2 separate regions of the Anas platyrhynchos genome follow, and region 1 is linked to region 2. Evidence: chromatin contacts called from public Hi-C data. All regions are on one chromosome and are shown on one strand. Each heading gives the region's core, a stretch centred on a gene start, on an enhancer-like site or on the middle of the called end of the contact. The rest is flanking DNA. Distances are from core to core; before and after follow the strand shown. Region 1 holds the start of CLEC16A (C-type lectin domain containing 16A). Region 2 holds the start of RMI2 (RecQ mediated genome instability 2).

Region 1 (5,074 bases), core at 2,010-4,509, 190 kb before region 2:
CCAGAGAAGTGGTTGAGTCACCATCCCTGGAGGTCTTTAAAAGACGTTTAGATGTTGAACTTAGTGATATGGTTTAGTGGAGGACTGGTTAGTGTTAGGTCAGAGGTTGAACTAGGTGATCTTGGAGGTCTCTTCCAACCTTGACGATTCTGTGAAATAAAGTGCAGCAATAGCATGTTTTTTGTTCTCTAATATTTATCTAATATCTCTAATCTAATATAATTGATCTAACTTAAAAGATTTGTGATTTGATTCTCAATGGAAACAATAATCTAACATGTCAACTTCCAAACCAAAGGTCAAGGCTACAGTTAGTCCTTGTGCAGAGCTCCATCACCTCAAGATGGAGCATGGGCTAAGGCTTACTTCTGAGCTCTGTGAAGGCATTTGCATTTCCACATATAGAGGTGACATTGTTTTAAATTGAGAATATCGAGTATTTTGCAGAGCTTCTTATCCTATTAATATGAAGGCAAATTTTAAGATGCCCATATACATGCATTGAACAGAATTGTGCTCAGATCCTGTGTTGTATTGAACTGTGTAGCAGGAAAAATCCACAGAGTAAGCTTTATGTGTGTTGTTCTCCTTAGGTCTTCCTGAAAACTATATGCAGCTCATCATAACAAATCCTAGTCAGCATATAAGTGATCCCTTAATCCCTTACTAATTGTTAGTATTTTTAATTATTTTTTAATATTTTTCATTAGATTACATTGGAGTTTTAAGATCTGGGGTTTGGGAAAAGGTATTTTTGGGTAGCAAAGGGTTAGGACTTTTTGCACCAAAGGTTTTGCTTAAATTTCCATTATTATGCACTTCTTTCCTGAAAGAGAGGAGATACTGGTTTGAATGGTACTTAGGAAGACTTTTGAATTGCATTGTCTGTGTTCTGAGCCTGGATGTTATATGCCCAACTGAAAAGGGAGAGGAGGAGACAGCTACAAGAAGTAGCCAACAGTGTTGTGCGGGGAGTTGAGTTCTGCTACAGATCTTTGGGACTGCCAAAAATTATTCTAACCCAGTAGTCTGGGATGGACCACCAAATGTGTGTACACACACTTTTATTTGTAATAACTGTTTGTGGGGGAATTTCTTCAGTAGCAGCACAAATCTTTTCTCCCCATGCTCCCACTTGCTTTTGACCAAGCTTTGCTCAGACGTGTTTATGCAATCAATATTAATCCAACACCACCAATTTCCATTTTTTATGTTCTAAACTATTGATCAAAAACTGCTACCATTGCTTTATATGGAATCTTAACAGAAATATTTAGGAAGATAGTTTTAACCTGTATGATGGACAGTATTACAGAAAAGGTTTTGTTTTGTTTTTAAATTGGAAGACTGATAAAAATAGCTTGATGTCAGATGGTATTTGTATAATATGTTCACCAAGGTTATGTCTGCAACCTTAGAACAGAATTTCTTATTTCCCTATTTTCAAACAGAAAGTTAAAAAGGTATCCTAAACTGATTTTCAAACTTACAGCCAATATTTTGCTAAGAAATTATACTGGCAGATTTGCTAACACATTTTTATTTAAACTGTGAATGTTTTCATTAACATACACTTGGCACAGAGTGTCCCAGCTGGAAATACTGATTCGCTTCCCAACTGCATTTCAGTGGTTTAAAACGCCAAAATCCTTACAACGTTCCCAGGCTTCCAACATCGCTCAGAAGTACAGAACAAATTGATCAAGCAAACCCTGGGGCTGCGATAAACGTGAGAACGGTCAGTTGGGTGGTTTCATGTTATCTAAGTGCAGTTATTAAAGGGCGGCTATTTAAAATGTGTTTATGAGCAGTGTGTGACCTCCGGTGTATGGCTAAATACTGCCCTGCGTTATCACTTCCATTCGGCGCTGCTCTAAGACCCGATTAGCGAAGTTGTTGCTCGGCTGCAAACCCCACACGGGCAGGAAGAGCCCCGGGGACGTACAGCCCCGGCCCCCAACCCGCTCCGCGCACCCGGCCGGGCGGCGGGGCTGTTCCCTGTGCCCGGCCCGGCCCCGGGAGCCCGGCAGCCGAGAGGAGCCAGCGGCAGTGACTTACTTGCCCTGCGAGCCCTCCGTTTGCTGCCGGCTCCCCTGCGGCGTCCCGAAGGGCAGGGGCCGCTCGGGTGGAGCGGGGGCATCCCGGGAAGCCCGCTCCGCAGCCGCCCCGGGGCGTCACTCCAGGTAGCCGTCAAAGACATCCAGCTCGCCGTCCGTCTCGTAGAGCACGGAACCCGGCTCGGAGAGCACTCCCAGGTCCAGCAGAGCCTGGTCCACGTCCTCGGGCAGGAAGACGATGCCCACGTTGAGGACGATGTACTCCATCAGGAAGGCATAGTACAGGATCAGCACGTTGACGAAGAACAAGCCCACGTAGAACATATAGGGCAGCGCCAGCAGCGCATGGAAGGCCCAGGACTCCAGCGCATCCAGCCGTGCCGACACGGCGGCGGGCATGCAGCTGCGGGGGGCCGCGCTCCGCAGCCTCGCCGGGGGGGCAGGGGGACGAAGGGGGCGAAACGCCGGGGCCGGAGCCCGATGCGGACCCCGCAGAGAGGCCGAGCCCGGCGAACCCGGCTTGAGCGCGGTGCCGCAGCCCTGCCGCTGGCAGGAGGCGCTCCAGGGGCAGCCCGGCCCGGCTGCCGCAGTCCCGCCGCGCCGCCCGCCCTCCCGCTTGGCGGCTCGGCTCGGCGGGCGCGCTCCCGTGCGCAGGGCCGAGCCCAGGCCCGCCGACACGGCCCGGCCCCAGCGCTACCGCCCCCGGGGACCGAGGGGCGCCCCCGTCCCTCAGCGGCGCGCAGCGAGGCGCTGCCGTTCGTCAGCAGTGCTCTGCCGGTATCAAAGTACGACCAAAGACACCACTACCAACTTTTTTTTTTTTTTTTTTTTTTTTTTACGAGATTTAATTTCTTCAGCTATTTAAGGAATTCAACTGACGCGGATCCCCCCCAGCCAGCTGCCACTAACGTTCCCACTCCCCTTGTCCCGCTTTAAACCAGGCAGCGTAAGCCCAGACGGGCGGTGCAGACCAAAAGCCCTCGGCAGAGGGCACGGCACCGCCAGCCCCATCTCCATTCCCGTGCCCCCCGGCGCCCGGACCGGCTTCTCCCCGCCCGTCACGACCCGCGCGCCCTGAGGGTACGCCGGCGCCGAGCCCCCCACTCGTAATGGCGGAGGGGCAGCCCTCAGCGCGCCGCGCTGTCTGCTGGGAGTTGAAGTCCCCGCAGCGCCGCCGGGCCCGGGGTCCAGGCCTCGCTTCCCGGCGTGCCCCGGCCGCGCGTGCGCCCTGCCGGCCGTGCTGTGCGCCGGGGGCCCCGCGGCACCCGTCCCCCGTGCCCGTCGCGCTATGGAGCCCTAGGGGCCGCCGCCGCCATGTTCGGCCGCTCCCGCAGCTGGGTGGGCGGCGGGCACGGGAAGGCCGCCCGCAGCATCCACTCCTTGGACCACCTCAAGTGAGAGCGGGGGCCCGGGAGGGACGGGGATGCCCCCCGGTTGTGTGGGGGGCTGGCGGGCCGGGCTGCTTTCCTCAGGAGCCGGCAGCGGGGCTGTCTGTCTTCGCCTCCAGCTCCCCTCGGGGCAGGCGCGGTTCCGTACTGGGAGGTCGGGATCGTGGCTGCGACGTGTGTGGCTTCAGTCCTGACAAGCCCACGGCCTTCTGCGGAGTGATAGAAGCAATAAGGAAGAAATCTGTGGTGCTTCCTGAGACAGCCGTCGGCCTGCGGGCGGCCGGGCCCAGGTGCTGCGGGGCCTGGGGAGTGAGCTGCTGGCAGCTGTACAGCTGTTGGGTTGGGGCATGGTAACGCTGGTCTCTGGAGCCCGGAATCCCGGCGTTATTGCTGACTGCAGAACGGGTGGGAGAGTGTTTTCTGGCTCTGCCGCTGGAGAGGTGAAGCAGTTTCCAAGTCTCTGATCAGTTCTGAGGGGCCTGGTGCTGGCAGAATAATGAGGTCTGCTGTAATAGCTTTTTGGTCTGTTGAGCGAGGGAAGACGAGCATTGAGAGGGGAAGCTTTTTCTAAATGAAATTGCAGCGAATGCAGAGCTCTTAGAGAAATGTGTGGCTGGTAGTTTTTGATAATCAGTCAGAGTACAAGAGGTTTTGAATGGGCTCTGGACACTAAAGTGCAGGATACACTTATACAGGATTGGGATCTTGCAATTACTTTATCAAGGTGATGTATGGTTTTTGGTCCTTATCTCTAAACTGGAGATTTGTGCAAACCTAGCAAGACTAAACAGCAGTGCAGGACTTTAGCAGAGACAGGGAAATGAAGTCAATAAATACAAGGTAGTGTAGCTGATGTGGCAGTAGCACTGCTGGAAGTAACGTTGAAGGCACACTAGGTCAGACAGAGAAGTCAGTGACTGGCATTGTGAGGAAAAGCTCACACATAAACATAGGAATGTTCTAATTAATGTACAACGGGTCCTTACTCTGTACTACTCAGCGCTTGTGGAGCTCTCGTGTGATCTAGATCTAGTTTTGGTGTTAACGCTTGCAGATAGAGCAAGGGTGCTGATGCATGATGAAGCGGGAAGAAAGAGTTTACATTTAGGAGTTTGGTGAGAGGGGTGTTAGTCTTTCAGGCAAGAAAAATGTGATCAAATATTCTCTTGTAGGACAAGCAATGTCCTGTTTGATTGGCAGCAAAGGAGTGTTAGGCTTAGAAGTGTTGTGTTTGTACTTGACTTGTTACCTGAGAGCTGAAGTATGTAGTTCTCTACTAAAATACTAGTATGGGGTGGATTTATTATGTATGTTTTCTTTAATTGTGAGATCTGAAATAGTATGTAAAGGAGAGGGCAGCCAGTACCTTCAACCTGTTCAGACTGTGTATGTTAGAAGTGTTAATTTAGGTAGCTTGTATGAATTTCAGCTTCTAGCCAAATGTCAGCAGCAGAGGTAGCTGCCTAGTAGTAAGTGAAATCTGGGGCTTCTCGAGGGTAGCAGGCAGAGTATGTAAAACAACAGAGAAAAGAGAGCAAAGAGCCTTCATGTCAGGGGCATGTCTTGATGAGCTTGCTTGCTTGTGAGCTCTGTTTTTAACGCTGTCAGAAACATGTTGAGTTACTTGTG
Region 2 (4,955 bases), core at 1,513-4,012:
CCCTGTGAAACTGCTGGTGAAACAACTCAGCATCCACCTGCCAGACAGGTCAGTCCCAAAGCATGCAGCAGAACTTTGAGCTAGGGATGCAAATATGTCTGATTTTCAACCCATTACTTCCAACCCGTTAGCCTGCTAATTTAAAATCATGTCAGCATGTCCACATTGCACCTTTTATATGGTACAAAACAAAGAGCAGGAAACTACTGAATTTTATATAGTCTCGTGATTGCCTTTTGTAGTTCTGTGTGCAATATAAGAAAACAAGCATAAACTATGGTGGATCTCTCAAAGATGAAACTTGACAGTTCCTTGTGTGCGCTGAAAGAAGCGTTAAAGTTTGTCTGAAGTTTGTTTAGGGATTTCTCAGTACTACAAAAGAGAAACTGAAGAAACTTTTCTCTAGACAGTCATTGGACTGGGACAGAGCTTTTCTTTAAAATTCTCTTGGGTAGGGTGAAGGACTGTAAAATAGCAGATTTCTTTATTTATTTATTTTGCAAAGAAGAATTTCCTTATTGTGTAATAGCAGCCTTTCACTAAAATTAGAGGCAGAAAGCAGAGAATTGCTTCCATTTAAGTCACAGTGTCAGTGAGAGGGTGACAACGTACGAACTGGACATAACATTTTGAGTTGCTGCTTCTTAGGAAATCTCTTCAGATGACACTCGGGTCAAATTCTTTTCCAAGTTTCCTGAGACTAAACAAACCAGTGCCAGCCTAACAGAGGGAGACCTGGCTCCATTACGGGCTATCTTATCAGTGTTCTGTCTGACCTTTTCTTACCCACGCTGTAACTGCACCTCTCACATGCATGTCAGCGTGAGGAGTAACATCCTTGAAAGGAGTAATGTCCTGCTCTAAAGAAAAGCACATGTTGCAGCTGCAGACAGAAGACTGACTCAATTTTATTCCCCACAAACCAAAACTGGCTCATTCAGCAGCATACTCTCAGCATGTGCACTCAAACTTAATCCAGTGTAATTTACAACCTGCCAGCCACCAGCTCACTGCCTTTCCCATCCCAAAAGTGTGCTGAGCTTCCTCTGCTGTCACGAACCTGGGTGCAACAGCTGTGGGACCACCTCCAAACACCGCTGTCTGCTGAGGCATCAGACATGCTTCCTGCAGCCCAGATTGTGTCTCCGTGCTGAGCCAGCTCTTTGATAAGAACTTTGCAGATAGTTCAGAATAGCTTTGTTTTTTGCTGAAAGGAAAGGATTTTCTGGTTTTGGAAAACAAACCACTACTTGGTGGAGATCACCAGTACTCCATCCCTCTTCTCATAGGTTTCTCCAAGGAAAGTCTTTTAAAAGCGACATTTTAGTCTCTCCTGCAGATTACTTTATTGTAGGGGTCTTGCCTTCATCTGTAGATTTAATGGTTTAATAAGTATTAGACTCTCCTACTATACAGTAACAAATAGGAATACAATACTTTTATCAATATTTGGCACAATTTATTTATTTTTTAATGTGAAACTAAATATTGATGCTGTCAAGAGACTGTAGCTTAGGGACATACATGTAAATTACAAATATTCTTCTCCAGTGAGCCTAGCTCAAATTTTGCATTCATATACAGTAACCATCTAATGTCTTTCTATTCCTGTAACCCATATGATTTGGTTGCCAGATTACATGATTCTGTATTGAAATGGGTGTACTTGGATGTCAGGGTTTTTATTGTTATTACCAATATTATCTTTTATTCTTACTGTAAATGGTAACAAAACATTAACAGCTTCCTTACTCTAAAAAAAAAGGAATAAAGTCCCATTTACAGAATGTCTCTAAACAGAAAATGTCTCCGGAGAAAAGATATTCTGAATAAACAATTCATGGATGAGTAGGCAAAAAAATGTCTTTCAATGTATTTTGCTACTTGCAACTGGATTTTTTAAAATAGAGTAATGGCTCTTTTAATGGAGAACAAAACGTGCTTTGGAAAGTGACTGGAGAGAAGTCAGTTCTCTATGTATTTTTACATATTTTGCATTTTTGTAGGTAACAGAAAGCTTGTGAACCTGAGGAAACAGTCCCCACAATTTTCCTGATTCTTTTACTTTTGTTTGTCCCATTCTCCTGCTTTTCCATTGGCCTATTTCTTGGTATATTTTCCAAATAAAGTGCCAACCTACCCACCTGAAACAGACCACAGCATTTCAGGGATTTCAAAGTGAAGTGAAGCAAATTAGCCTGTCTGGAATATAAACAGACTGAAAAGTAATGCTGAAAAGCTCCCAGCTTAGGGCTGCATGTGCTTTCTGTGCATAGTGCTTGAAATTTCCACAGGTGTGTGTGTGTGTGTATACACACATATATGTATGTATACATATATGTATATGTGTGTATATATGTGTTACCCTGAGAGCCTTCCTGAGCAAACCAGCGTGTTGTTCTCACGAAGCAGAGGACGCTAACTGCACAGTGACCATTAACCTTCTCCTTTCCTGCTCAGTGGTTACGAAACACCCCGGGGACCGGCACCCGGGCCGGCTCCAGGCTGCCCACAACAGCCGGGCTGGGGCCGGGACGAATCCACCCGGTGCGGCTTCATCCCGTGGAGGGTGCCGCCCCCGGGGATGCACTCTGTGCTCCGGTCAAAGCACGGGCTGGGGTCTTACACTCTGTCTTTACACCACAGGGGAGCAGGCGAGGGAGCTAGGGAACTGAGGCGGAGCAAGAACCGGCTCCTACTGACCAGCGGCCACCAGCGGGGCGAGCCGGGCCGGCTGCTGTGGGGAACGCCTTCCCCGCACACAACCCCACAGCCCCGCTCCGCGGCAGGCGGAGCGTGGCCGGGCACCGCCTTTCCCCCCCCTCGGCTTGACCCAGGCCTGCCAGCGCGGCCCCGGCCGCCGAGCGGCGCCAGGCGGCTGAGGCGGGGCTGCGGCGGCGTTTCCCGCCCTCTCCCCTTCGCTTCGTCCCTCAGCGGCTGCGCGGCGGGCTCCGGGCCACGTCCATGTCCATGTCCATGTCCATGTCCATGTCCGGGGAGGCAGCGGGGCCGCCGGTGAAGGTGCTGGCGGCCCAGCTGCGGGGCGCCGTGCGGGGCGCCGACGGGATGTGGGCGCTGGGCCTGGCGGAGGCGGGCCGGGTACCGCTGCGCCTGCGGGCGGCGTGGATGCAGGGCACCGTGCTGGAGGTGGCGCGGGGCGGTGCCGCCGGCGGCTCGGCCCGGCTGAGGGACGCGAGCGGCGCCTTCACCGTGCTGGGGGTGGAGGCCGTGCCCCAGGGGCGGCCGTGCCTCAGCGCAGGTACAGCGGAGCCCGGGGCCGGGCGGCGCTCGGCGGCCCCCTGAGGCCTCGGGGAGGCGGGTGTAGAGCGGGGCCGGAGTCCCGAAATGTACCTCGAGCTCGTTGCGTGGTCATAACGGCTTCGCTGCCCGCCTTAGAAATGAAATGAAGACGTAAAGGTCAAGGGGGCCTCAGACTGGCTGCTTTTGTTGTATTTTCTCTCAGGGAAGTACGTGATGGTGATGGGCGTGGTGCGGTCCTGCAGCCCCGAGCCTGTACTGCGAGCAATAAAGATGACGGATCTTTCTGAAAATCCGGTGCATGAGAATATGTGGAGCCTCGAAGTGGAGGATTTACACAGAGTCATCCCCTAGATATTTCTTGTGCCTAAAGACGTGGAAATATAAGTACATGTATTGGTGCACTGCGCTGGGCCATTCTGGCTATTTGTGATTTCAAACAACACACTTGGAGTATAACAAGACTTGGGGTTTTTTTGGCAGGGGCTTGGATTTTGTTGGGCTCAGATTTAAGTTGAGGGAAATGTGCATATGTGATAGTAATCATGGTGCTTGTTTCTTTCACAGTCTTGTACCAACAGAGTAAACTACATTTATCTGAGAAACACTTGATGCTCTTGGAAGTGTTGTTATGAATGCGACATGTTTCTGCTATTGTTAGCCGTTGTTTCTAGGAGCACGTGCCTAGGCAGGCGTTCCCAGTGATGCGTTTCATGTTACCAGGGTGAGCTTGATACGTGGAATGAAAGCAGAAGCTGTTATAGACCATTTAGATGTGTCTGGAAATAGCATCTTGCTCTGTGTTTTCTCTTTCAGTAATAACCATGCCAGTAAACTTTACTTGTAAGAAAGATGTCTCTTTCTAACTAAGCATAATCTTGTACTTAAATACCTTTCTGGTTTCTGTGTTTCTGAAATAGTGAAAGTGGTACAGTAATAACCCGTGTGTTCCAGTGAAGTGAAATTAACTCAAAAGATGTGATGCAGAATTCCTTGGAATAGGTTCTCCAGGTTCAAAATGTAAATACTTTCACCACCTTGTGAAAACTTGTTCTTAAGCGCATTTGTCTGTTTGAAGGTTTCCTTTCTTGTTCAAGTGTATGCTATTTTTAGGTATTTTTCTAGTTACGTTTATCTATCGTTCCTCCTGAAAAAAATGCTAAATCAAATCAAAAACCCTTAAAAAGCACTCTCTGAAAAATATTACTATTTCCCATCTTGTCTAAAGAGAATTTGAGTCCTAAAGAAAGCATTGCGTTATCCATATGGTGTAGGTTTGTGGTTTGGGACTGTATTGTCCAGCAATTGGGTTTTGTTAATTAACATTTCCTCTGCATATACGAAAGAAAGATAAGGGGATGACTCGAAAGAAAGTGATACGAAAGAAAAGGATGATACGAAAGAAAGAAAGGGGATGACTCTCATCTACAAGACGAGAGTCATCCCCTAGATACTTCTTGTGCCTAAATTACTGGAAATATAAGTACATGTATTGGTGCACCGTGTTCAAGACGAGAACACGGTGGTTGGTAATAAATACATTTTAAAGCTGCAAACACAATTCCACAGTGTATGGAAATTAAATACTATCTACTAAGTAGATTTTGATGTGAGATCAAAAGAGAACAACTTAGTCTCTCTATTCTCTTCTAAGGACAGTTGGTGTGTGTGTTTGTGTGCTCTGATCTGCAGGAGTT

The links. A called contact is a pair of places that touch in the nucleus more often than the background predicts.
Region 1: a contact with region 2 is called in a Hi-C map of subcutaneous adipose tissue, with 2.1 times the contacts expected there. The contact joins the promoter of CLEC16A here to the promoter of RMI2 in region 2. A contact is called at or near these places in 3 of 8 Hi-C or Micro-C datasets (F1 follicle, liver and subcutaneous adipose tissue).

What each region holds. Positions count from the first base shown.
Region 1 is chr15:3,267,259-3,272,332 of IASCAAS_PekinDuck_T2T, reverse strand. CLEC16A (C-type lectin domain containing 16A) reads left to right here and starts at 3,259. Exons shown (of 23, transcript XM_072023930.1): 1 at 3,259-3,451. The coding sequence starts at 3,372. DEXI (Dexi homolog) reads right to left here and starts at 3,228. Exons shown (of 2, transcript XM_005031728.6): 1 at 2,059-3,228. The coding sequence starts at 2,456. The coding sequence ends at 2,175.
Region 2 is chr15:3,076,390-3,081,344 of IASCAAS_PekinDuck_T2T, reverse strand. RMI2 (RecQ mediated genome instability 2) reads left to right here and starts at 2,762. Exons shown (of 2, transcript XM_027468954.3): 1 at 2,762-3,259; 2 at 3,464-3,865. The coding sequence starts at 2,965. The coding sequence ends at 3,612.